Linked DNA regions of Mus musculus: region 2 is linked to region 1. A link is a contact called in public HiChIP or PLAC-seq data. All regions are on one chromosome and are shown on one strand. Each heading gives the region's core, a stretch centred on a gene start, on an enhancer-like site or on the middle of the called end of the contact. The rest is flanking DNA. Distances are from core to core; before and after follow the strand shown. Region 1 overlaps Prrx2 (paired related homeobox 2). Region 2 holds the start of Ntmt1 (N-terminal Xaa-Pro-Lys N-methyltransferase 1).

What was found. HiChIP or PLAC-seq counts read pairs in DNA pulled down with a chosen protein or histone mark.
Region 2: a contact with region 1 is called in an H3K27ac HiChIP or PLAC-seq map of embryonic stem cells, with 6 read pairs. The contact joins the promoter of Ntmt1 here to the enhancer-like site in region 1. A contact is called at or near these places in 2 of 39 promoter capture datasets (the SN4741 cell line and frontonasal cranial neural crest), 1 of 484 Hi-C or Micro-C datasets (nephron progenitors), 4 of 115 datasets of contacts at active chromatin or transcription factors (embryonic stem cells and pancreatic cancer cells) and 2 of 9 other capture datasets (adipose tissue and pancreatic islet).

What each region holds. Positions count from the first base shown.
Region 1 is chr2:30,863,037-30,868,725 of GRCm38.p6, forward strand. The region is part of intron 1 of Prrx2 (paired related homeobox 2); the gene reads left to right. Among named protein-coding and RNA genes, the nearest start is that of Prrx2, 21 kb to the left of the region's middle. Within about 2 kb of position 2,230, at least 100 of the 459 cell types and tissues checked have an H3K27ac peak or open chromatin away from gene starts, as enhancers often do. A contact at or near this core is called in the SN4741 cell line, embryonic stem cells, nephron progenitors and 1 more, where this site is marked.
Region 2 is chr2:30,804,373-30,810,061 of GRCm38.p6, forward strand. It overlaps Ntmt1 (N-terminal Xaa-Pro-Lys N-methyltransferase 1), which reads left to right and starts at 3,596. Exons shown (of 4, transcript NM_170592.3): 1 at 3,596-3,711.

The DNA of each region.
Region 1 (5,689 bases), core at 980-3,479:
GCCCTCCATCTGGGTCCTCCAGCCCCAGCCTGTCTCTGTCTCTCTCACACACACACACACACACACACCCCCTCCATGCCCCCTCCCACTTCCACATCTTAGACACACACTAGTGCTTGTGGTTTTTTGTTTTGTTTTTGTTTTCTTAGTGTAAATTCTAAGGATTGAACTGACACGGTCACACTTGTGCAGTAAACAGTCTTACCTGTGGAGCCGTCTCCCCGGCCCCGATTACCATTGAATTTTGTTTAAAAAAAAGTGTTTCTTAAATTTTATTTAAAATTTGCTATTATTGCATGCTTGTGTGTGAGAGAGACAGACAGACAGACAAACAGACAGTGGGCATTTGTATACGTATGGAAGTCAAAGGAGGACTGATTTAGCTTTCTACCATGGGTTCTGGGAATTAAATTGAGGGTGTTTCATCAAATGCCTCACCTTGTGTGTGTGTGTGTGTGTGTGTGTGTGTGTGTGTGTGTTGGGGGCGGTGATGGGAGTGTATCTAGGCTAGCTCAGAGAGGTCTAAGGTAGAACTTCAGCACCCACAGTGAAGCTTTTGGGGTGACCAGCAGCGCAGAGATATTCTACACTCTCCAGGCAGGTGGTCAGGCCCAGCTCAGCTCAGGCCAGAGCTCATGAGAGCCCAAGGTCACTCTGTAAGTCTCAAGGGCGCTCTCAGCCTTTCAGTTCAGAAAGGACATCCGCGATCTGCACACCCTTAAGAGCTTCCCGTCTGAGAGGCATGTTGTGGAAGTTAGCCAAGGTGACAAGGGTCAGTGGTCAGAATCTGCCACAGGCCCTCTACCGTACAGAGCGGTAAAGTATTTGCCGCACAAACTTGGCCACTTGAGTTCGGTCACCAGAAACCACATAAAGTGGCCTTTCTGGAGAGCCAGGATGAGGAGGTGACAGATAAGTTGATGAATGGTCCCTGATGGCCAGCTGCCCCAGCCCCAGCCTGTCTCTGTCTCTTTGTCTCTGTCTCTCTGTCTCTTAGTCTCTGTCTCTTTGTCTCTGTCTCTCTTTCACATACAGACACACACACACCCTCCATGCCCCCTCCCACTTCCACTTCTTAGAATAGTGGTCAAGAGAACGTGACTCCTGACCCGCCCATCCCCTGCAGGTGGATTAACTGAGAGTAAAACTGTCTGTACGGGTCTCAGGGCAGGGCATTAACCTCCCATGGGAGAGCACCTTCCCTCCTCACAAGTCTGCAAATTGGTTTTGTTCTACAATCCAGACTTTCTCATTCCTGGGTGAGCAAGTCTCCCAAGTGGGTTTGGGGGTGAATGAATGGGGCCGGGTTCTTCTGTTCTGCCAGTGTGCAGCTCAGAAAAAGGTGAGTGCTGGCTTTGATGTGGCCCCACCTCCTTAGAAAGCCCCTCTGTAGAAAAACTGCAGGAGCCAGAGACAAGAAGCCCTCGCAGTGTGCAAGCACATATGTGTCGTTGTGAGCAGCCAGAGGTGCCAGGACTGCCACTCAGTAGCCCGTTGTAGCTAACTGCAATCTATCACCAGATACTGGAGTGTGACAGACTGCCCCTAAAGATCATAGTCTCGTCTACAGACCAACTAGGCTCTTCCTTTGATGCCCAGAAAGGCCTTTGTAGGGCAGGGCAGCTCTCAGGCACACCAAAGAACCTGGTTGTTCTCTGGAGCTCTGCTGGCGAATGGATGGAGTTTGGTCACCCACGATCCTGGAGCATCCCACAAAACCTCACATCCTCTAGGCGCAAGGTCTAAGGGTCCCGGAGAAGGAGGGGCTGCATGACTGCTACTTTGGGGTGACAGGGTGTCTTACAGCCGAGGATGGGGTCTAGCCCAGTGCCTTCTCTGCTGTGCCATTTCTCCATAGGACCTCCCAGCCTCAGTTTCCCTTCCTGGGCCGTGGTGGGGGATGGGGATGGTGACGGTAGTACCCGGGATGCGACAGGGCAGGGCGCGCCAGGCTGTTAACGGTGTCTGGGCCGCGGGGCTGCGGCGAGGCCGGCGCCAGGGCCGCGCCTGGAACCAGATGTGGCGGCGCCGCCCTGGCCGCCCCGGCGGCTCGCACGCTCGGCCTGGCGCACACATGGCAGGCGTCTGAGGGCGCGGTCCCCGGGGTCCTGCGACCCCAGGCCGGAGTGACGAGAACAGGACTCGGGACCGGCTGAGAGAAGGGGCATCCCAAAAGCCAGCCCTCAGCCGTTCCTGCTCCTTGCGTGCTGAGGACCCTCCCGCCCCCAGAGTTTGTTTGCTTAAATCCTGCATAAGCTGTTTTAAAGCTGAGTCATCTTAGGGGCTGCCAGTTGGGAAGGGGAGGAGAAAAGGGGGTGCGGCTTTGAAACCCCGATTCTGCCATGGGCTTGTCTGTCATCCACCAGACCAGAACAAGGGATCTCATTGAGGCCTGGCCCAGCGACACACCTGCAGCCCCAACTCTGATGTCCCCATTCCAGCTTTGCGATGGTCTCTGGGCTTCCAAGTGTGACCTACTATGTCCTAGGTTGGTAGAGGAGAGAAGAAAACAATGTGGGTAAAACCCATCTCCGGGGAGGCCAGGCTAGCCCAGGTTGGCTCCTGAAGAGGTGCTTGCCTTGTTCTTAGGGGAGGGAAGTGGGTGTGGTTTGCATCCTTTCTGTTGAGTGGTTGGGAAAGAGTGGTCCAGCTCTGAGGAGACTCCAAGCTCCCTGGTTCTGATGTAGGAGAGAAAGGAGGGCTGCCTATCCCTACCCAACAAGCCAATTGCTTTTTTATTTATTTATTTATTTATTTATTTATTTATTTATTTATTTATTTGTCCACACACCAGAAGAGGGCCATTACAGATGGCTGTGAGCCACCATGTGGTTACTGGGAATTGAACTCAGGACCTCTGGAAGAGCAGTCAGTGCTCTTAACCACTGAGCCATCTCTCCAGACCAAACCAATTGCTTCTTGATGCTGTTGGGTGGAGACACCCCAGGCGTTTGCAGAGGCCAAGTAGCCAGGGCTGGGGACAGTCCAAACTCCAAGAACTCCAGCAACCCCTAAACCTCTTCCAAAACCTTAGAGGACGACTCATAAGCCCACTTCTCAGAGAAACTGAGATCCAAAGAACAGGGGTGGAGGCAGAGAGGGAACAATGGTTTAGAGATAGAATCCAATTTGTGCCTGAAGGCTCTGGGGACTAGGTGCTTAGCATCAAACTTCAGAAAATCAGTGAAGCTGGTGGACTTGCCCTGTGTATGTGCATGTGTGTGTGTGTGTGAGTGTCCATGTGTGCATGTGTGTATGTGCATGTATGTGCATGAGCATGCACATGCATGCATGTGTCTGTGTGCACATGTGTGTTTGTGCATATATGTGTGTGAACATGCACATGTATGCATGTGTGTGTTCCTGCATTTCCACTCCTTTGTGTGTGTGTTCCTGCATTTCTACTCCTTTCGCCATGAAGTATCATAGGAAGGAGGGAGCTGATCTCTGAGATGCTAAGAGATACCTAGGAGCGAGACCTCTGTGTTCCTGGCACCCTTTTCTCTGCAAATTCCAAGTTAGAAACAGCCATTTAGAGAGGGCAGTTAAAGTAACTTGCCTAAGACATGGCAAATGTGGGTGTTTCTGGAATGTCTTTCTTGGGGAGACTTAAGCAACACCCACCCCTTCCTTATAAGATTGTCAAACCAAAGTTCACCGTGGGGAGGCAATGAGTGTATTGGGCTTACTTACAGAGCATGCATGAGAGGCTGCTTATGGGAGTGCCGAGGACCCTAAAGCAGCCACACTGGAAAGTCTTCACGCAGTAATGATGATGACTTCCCAAAGCTTCATAGATAGAGGACACACACACACTTAACCTCCTCCAATCTATGTACTCTCTGACCTTTTGGAGCCCCTGCCCCAGGGCCATGTGCTATTACTGCAAAATTGCATACAAATGTCTGGGACGATAGACTGGACCATTCAGGTGAGGGTCCAGTGACCTTACTCCTCCTGTGAGGCACTGTCAACGGCCAACAAGCCTAGCCTAGTCACTTGTAAGATGGTGGCAATTTAACTTGAAGGAACAGTGGCATTTGAATGGGTTCAACAACACCTTCAGATAAATAAATATGCTAACCAGAGAGTTCTCTGACACAGACACTGTTTTAAGAACAGCAAGTATATATTAATCCATCCCCTTGTATTGGGGGGTGGGTGGAGGGATTCCTGCTGTCCTCTTTGCTAGGCTGAAGCTCAGGACACTCACTCCTGGTCTTCCAGCAGGGAGTAAATCTGGGATTTGAACCCCACAGCTTAGCCCAAGTATCCAGCATTTCTCTCCAGTGAGCTTGGTGACGCCTCCTCAGACTTCTGTGGGCTAGCTCATCCTGAACAGCTGGCCATGAGAAAAGGCTGGAGGTGGGGATGTGGGTGGAAGGCCTTCAATCAGACAGTTGGTCTTGACAAGCCAGCGGAAGGAAGAAGCGATGGAATGCTTTTCCTTTTACACAAGAGAAAAATCTGGAAACAACCTAAGTGTCCATGGAGAGGGATGCACTGGTTAAGCCAATATGGCGTCTCCACTGCGAAATGATGTCATTGATGGCAGGGACTGTGAAGAGGCTAGGACACCTGGCAGGGGTGGGGTGGGGATTGTGTAAGGAACCTGGGTCAGCCTAGCTCCACGCCACTTGCTTTGAGAAGTCTGATGTCCTCCTTGTCACCTTGAACCAACTCCATGAGATGTTAAGATAAAAGTTGACAGAGTAAGACACATGCACTCCTCGGTCCCAGGCCTGTGAGCACGCCCTAGAGACCATGGTCCCCATCCCTAGTAAGGAGCCTGTGGCTCAGAAAAGAGAGCTAGCAGCAAAGCCAGGTCTTGAATGCAGCCATTGAACTTGACATGTGGTACCCACTGCGTGGCTACAGGGCAGTGGCGGTGGCGGGGGGGGGGGGGGGCGGTAATCCTCACATATGCGGTAAGAAGATTCATGTTAGCTGTGTGGCAAGGGACACAGGACAGGAAGCATATGAAGCAAATAAGTATTTACTGTGGCGAGCGATGTATAGAGAGGAGCCACCATTGTCAGTCATTGTTTCTTCTTTAAAAAGAAAATTTGGTCTCTAGAGCCCCTCTCTGTTGCTTTCTGTAATAACGGAAACTTCTTTCTCGATCCTGTATGGACCTAGCCACAGGTGGCTGCTAAGGCCGTGAGACATGGCCTGTTCTGAAGCAGAGGAATGAGGTTTGCAGTCTTTGTTTTCAATTAATAATTAACTAATTAAAATGTATTAGGTTTATTCATTTTACGTGTGAATATTTTGCCTACATGTATGTATGTCCATGTGCACTCTTGATGGCCAGAGCGTGGTGCTGAATCTCCTGGAAACTGGAGAATGGTTTCGAGACACCATGTAGGTGCAGAGAATCGAACCCAGGTTTTCTGCAAACAGGAGTAACAAGTGCTCTTAACTGCTGAGCCATCCCTCTGGCCCCAGTAAAAAGCAAAGAGACCAGAAGAGAGCATGGGATCCCTGGAGCTATAAGTTGCCAATGGGTGCTAGGAACCAATGTCTGGTTCTCTGGGAGAGCAGCAAATACTCCTAGGAGACAAGCTGTAGTATGTTTTGTCTTCATGTAGCCCAGGTTGGCCCCAAACCCCCTGTGTCACTGAGGATGGTTTTGAACTCCTAATTCTGCCTCTGCCTCCTGAGTTCTGAGATCACAGGTGTGCACAGA
Region 2 (5,689 bases), core at 2,346-4,845, 57 kb before region 1:
GTTCTCAAATCTAGTCAATGATAACCTTGAACTTCTGATCCTTCTACCAACTGAAGGCCTCTCTGCCTCCTAAATACCGAGACTGTAACAACGTCCAGCTACCGCTGGCTTTATGTGGGACTGGGGTATCAAACACAGGACATCATACATGCCAGGCGATCACGCTGCCAACTGAGCTACATCACCGTTGTATCATTATTTAAGATGACTCTGTGGGTATCTGTGTGTAAGCATGTGCATGCTCAGTGCAGGAAGCCAGAAGTGGACACTGGATCTGTTGGGGTCCAGGAGTCACCCCACAAACCACACAAACACTGATCTCAGTCAGGTAGGGATAGTTAATTGAGTATTCATCACAGGACTGATGGATCGATCGGGGCCTCAAACCAGACTCAGGAGCTGACTGTGACCCCAAGCCAGAATCCTACAGAGCTTTTAAGCATGAAATCCATGAATGTTTGTGCCAAGTTATTTCATCAGTCAGGATTTAGGAATAGGGAACTTCCTTAGGAGCACGTCTTTGCTGTACATTTATCCTGTCCTCATTTGTCGGGGTGTTTAACTGTGCTGGTGACTTACCTTGCCTGACATTCATGTCTTAACTTGCCAACCAGGATATCATTTACCCATGTACAGGACTCTTTCTGCCAAGTAAGATGTCAGTTCCCAGGGAGGTCTCAGGAACTTTACTCACCCCTACTCAAAATGGAAGTCTTATTCCAAGTAGCTTCTTATATTGGTGCAGGCGTCTCTCTTATGTCGGGGTCCATCCCAGGGGCAGCTTATAAAAGCAAAACCCATAAACGTTTATACATAGATGCAGGAAGTGCTGCTGGGTGGTTGATTTAGGTCCAAGCTTATTGTGGCTAGCTGTACAAAGCTGTTCAAACTGACTGGTTTTTAATAGTACCAAAGCTCAGGACATACCAGAATATGCAATCAACTTGGGAATGAGAAAGATTCCTAGAAACAACACATGAGAAGTTTTCTTTATAGCAGTAATAACAGCATAAAATATCTGGCTAGACGGGCAGCAGTTACCCAGGCCTTAGCAGGATCCGCTGGAGCTGGAGTTACAGGGGTTGTAAAGACACCCAACATGTGCGCTAGGGACTGAGCTCAGATCTTCTGGAAGAGCAGTTTGTACTCTTAAGGGCTGAGCCAGCTTTTGTGAACAGTTTCCTCAAGCCTCCTCCTCCTCTTCCTTCTCCTTCTTATTATTAATAATTTTGGCTTTTTTGAGACCATGTCTCACTGTGTAGCTTTGGCTGTCCTGGAACTCATTCTATAGATTAGGCAGGGCTTGAGCTCACAGAGATCCTCCTGCCCCTGCCCCCTGAGTGCTGGGATTAAAGGTGTGAGTCACCACACCAGACCAAACTTGCATTTTAAAGGAAATTTTACTTTTTACTTATCTCTGTGTGCATAAGCATGTGTGCATGCATACATACGTGCAGGTGTCTTTTGAGTCCAGAAGGGGTCAGATTGCCTGGGAACAGAATTCTAGTTCTCTGTAAAAGCAGGAAGCACTCTTCCTTCTTTCCTTCCTTCCTTTCTTAAGATAATTTATTTTTGTTTTTATGTTCATGTGCTTTGGCATTTTGCCTGCACATATGTCTGTGTGAGGGTGTGAGATCTTTGAGTTACAGACAGTTGTGAGCTGCCATGTGGTTGCTGGGATTTGAATATAGGTTCTTTGGAAGAGCAGCCAGTGCCCTCAACCACTGAGCCATCTCTAAAGCCCCAACAAGCACTCTTAACTGCTGAGTCACAAGTCATCTTTTCAGCTCCTTGGCTTTTGTTTTTGAGACTAGGTCTCTGGTAGTGTAGGCTGGTGTTAAGTTCATTGTGCGGCAAAAGATAACCTTTAATTCCTTGTCTTCCGGCCTCCACTTCCCAGGTGCTGGGATTACAAGTATTCACCACTTTGGGGTGGTGAATAGCTCTTTGAACTATTGAAACCAGGTAATACCTAGAATAACCCAGAGTAGCTATCAACTATTAGGTGCACAGATTTGGGGTGGGGACTCAATTGGGGGTAGGATTTTTCCGCCTCCTAAGCCTCTATTGCTTTCAGTATTAATGTGTAAATACACATTAGGTGTGGTAGTGCATTCTTTCAATCCCAGCATTTCAAAGGCAGGAGGATCACTGTGAGTTTCAGGCCATCCTGGGTTACCTAGCAAGGCACTGATCCAGAAAAGGAAAAAAAAAAAAAAAAGAATAAGTAAAAGCAAAACACAACTTTAAGCACCTACTGTAATGCAGAGCCCAGGAGGCATGACAAGTATGTCTAACAGCCGGTGTGTCAGCCAACAGAGGTGAGCTTAAGGCAAAAATACTTATTATGATAACCTTCATTGCCTGCAAGCCCCACTAGACTCTAGCCTAAACTCGCAAATCCCACAAATTTAACCCTCAGAGTATTGTAGCTGAATCATTACATCCACCAGTTAGAAGAGGCAACTTAGAACTCCGAGGCGGTTAGAGGGGGTTTGCATGCAGCAAGCTCATCTTTCCTTCAAGACCCGGTGCAGATTGTCTGAGTGGATAGGGAAGGGCGGTCCTCAGGAGGGCAAACTTCTAGATTTCTGCTTTATTTGGCCTGGCAATCCTTACCTCTGTCAAAGCCTTTCTTTCCTGTTCTCTTTCCTGGGTTGATATATTATTTTAATATACTAGTGGGCATGGGTGGATTTGAGCAACAATGGCTTTTAATCCTCCTCCCCCCCCCCCCCCGACAGGGTTTCTCTGTATAGCCCTGGCTGTCCTGGAACTCACTTTGTAGACCAGGTTGGCCTCGAAATCCGCCTGCCTCTGCCTCCCGAGTGCTGAGATTAAAGGCGTGCGCCAACAACGCCCGGCTTAATTCTCCTTTTAGGGTGGAAAACTCTCATGATGTTGGTTTTTAAGAATCCAGCCTTGTGGCGCATGGAGGCGCGTGCCTGTAACCCCAGCAACCACGTCGATGATGCAGAAGGATCCTGAAGTTTACGGCCAGAACTCAGTTGGACTCTTGTCTTAAAAGAGCTACACCCTCAAGTGTGTGAGATATCAGCTGTGGATCCTTCATCATGAAGTCCCTGCGCGTAGGCAAAAAACTGGGTTAGGATCCCGAAGGAAAAGGCGATCTGGCCGAAGAATAGGGCGATCAAACCTTGGAGTGCGGCGATCTGGCCAGGGGGCGGGGTGAACTGGCCTCGGGGACAAGCGAGGTAGCGATGGGGAGGGGCGAATTGGCCGTGGGGCGGAACTAGCTGGTCTTGTGTTTGGGCGAGCTGGGCGTGGGGAGGGGCGAGTTAGTCGCGCGGAGAGAAGTTCTGGGCGTGTCGAGTGAGCAGGCCGTGGAGCGGGGTTGGCTGTGGGGGCGTGGAGAGGTGTGAGCAGGCCCTGGAGAGGGCGGAGTTGGCTGTGGGGGAGGGACGATCTGGACGTGAGCTGCCTGTGGGACGCGGCGATCTGGCCCTGGGGAGGGGCTATCTGTCTGTGGAGAGGGATGAGCTAGTCTTGGGGCGGAGTGAACTGGCCTCGGGGCGGAGCGATCTTGAGTCCAGCCCCCTCCAGGCTCGGGGAAGTGACGTGTGCGGACAAAGGCAGAGGCCGCGAGGTGTCTGGTCCGGTAGAGTGGTGGCGGCTGCTGTGGGCTACGGTCTTTGCCAGCCTCCTTCTCAACCCGTCCTTTTCTCTCGGGTCCCTGGAGCCCCGACCCAGGTAAGTATCGCGAGGGACGCGGCCAGGGAGGAGGGAGGTGCTCACCCCAACTGCCTGAAGCGGTGAGGCCCCGTCGTCAAGTGACCTGGGCCTGGCCCTGGCCCACGTGCACGTCCCATGGAGGTTCACCGATCAGACCTGGGCAGGGACTCTGGTGACCACGGATTGGGTTGGAGGAAGCCACGTTGGTGGAGGCTGGCAAGACGTATCTTCACTCGCGCCCGTACATCACTTTCCAGTCCTCAGTTTCCCCTCTGAGATAAGGAAAGCAGCCACTGCAAGGTTGGTGTGTGGAATCGGCGCCGTGCTTGGCTCAAGTCCTCGCAGTTAAGTGCTTGGTTGCACGGGTTGCCATCACGTTTAACTGCCTCCAGCTCTGGCCAACATCGTTACTGTCATGAGCCCTTGAGGCCAAGGTCAGCCTCTCTTCTGCAAGGCTGCCTGCCATCTTTTCCAGATGCTCCAGGCTTTGCTGCTCCACCAACTGTGTGATCATTTTGGTCTTTAATCCTTTTGATAAGGGCCTAGGACAGGTGCTGTAACTGATGACAATGATGTATGGGGTGGGGCACTCAGTGACTGGGGTCTAAGTGAGAAGCCTAAATCCTCTCCTAACTTTTGGTCCTTTCCCAAGTGCTGTTTTAAGGCACATCGTTTCCTTAAGCTGGCTTTCCTGTGTGTGTGCTTGTGTGTGTGTTGGGGGGAGGGGGGATGCTTTCCTGAAGGCCAGAGCCACATAATCAAAAGGTCAGAGTCTGCAGGTGTGTGGTTCTGGGTGTACCCGGAGCTTGTGTTTGCATCTTCTGGACTGACCAAAGGCCACATGATCTCATAGGTGGGCTCCAGCTTTACCAGGGTCTGTGTGATTTGGAGGTTTTAACACGTTTTCCTTACTTGATCTTTTTAACTATGTTTGAACTAGGCAGAGGTGGCACACGCCTCTAATCCCAGCATCCAGGAGGCAGAGGCAGGTGGATCTCTGGGTTTGAGGCCAACCTGGTCTACAGAATGAGTTCTAGGACAGTCAAGGCTACACAGAGAAACCCTATTTCAAAAACCAGACAGAAAGACAGAGAGAAAAATTGTGTTTTAAGATTTTTTTTAAAGATTTATTTATTGCCGGGCAGTGGTGCTGCACACCTTTAATCCCAGCACTTGGGAGGCAGAGGCAGGCGGATTTCTGAGTTCAAGGCCAGCCTGGTCTACAGAGTGAGTTCCAGGACAGCCAGGGCTACACAGAGAAATTCTGTCTCAAAAAACCAAAAAAAAAAAAAAAAAAAATTTGTTATATGTATGCAAGTATACTTTTGATGTCTTCAGACACTCCAGAAGAGGGCATCAGATCCCATTACAGATGGTTGTGAGCTACCATGTGGTTGCTGGGAATTGAACTCAGGACCTCTGGAAGAGCAGCTGGTGTTCTTGACTGGAGCTTGTCTCCAGCCTCCGTGTTTAAGGCTTTTTTTTTTTAAATTATTTTTATATTTGATTATCTGTCTATGGGGGCAGGGCCCAGGAAGGCAAAGGGAAGGCATCAGATCACCAGGAACCGCAGTGATTGCTGGTTTGGAGCTTTTCCACTGTGAGATGCTGAGAAGAGCAGGCAGTGCTCGCTCTAACAGCTGAACCATCTCACCAAACGTCTCTGACAGTGGAGAACTGTACGCTCAAGAGAGTATGTGCCTTCCACAGTGGAGCCTGGGGCTTCTCAGGCTTGTTTAATAACTACAGCTTCTCTATGAAGTTCAGGGTGAGTTTCAGACCAGCCATGGTCTCAGAGTGAAAAGAGGAGGACAGGCACAATGGGTAGGCAGACTGTGTTTATACGCTGTGTAATTCAAATGCTGATTTCTCTGCCTTAGTTATCTTTTTTTAGATGTGGATAAGAATCTCTGGTCTTAAGTCTATGTAAACAGTTTTTTTTTTTACCATTTATTCTCTGTTTTGTCAATGCTGATCTCACCAATACCTGGGCAGA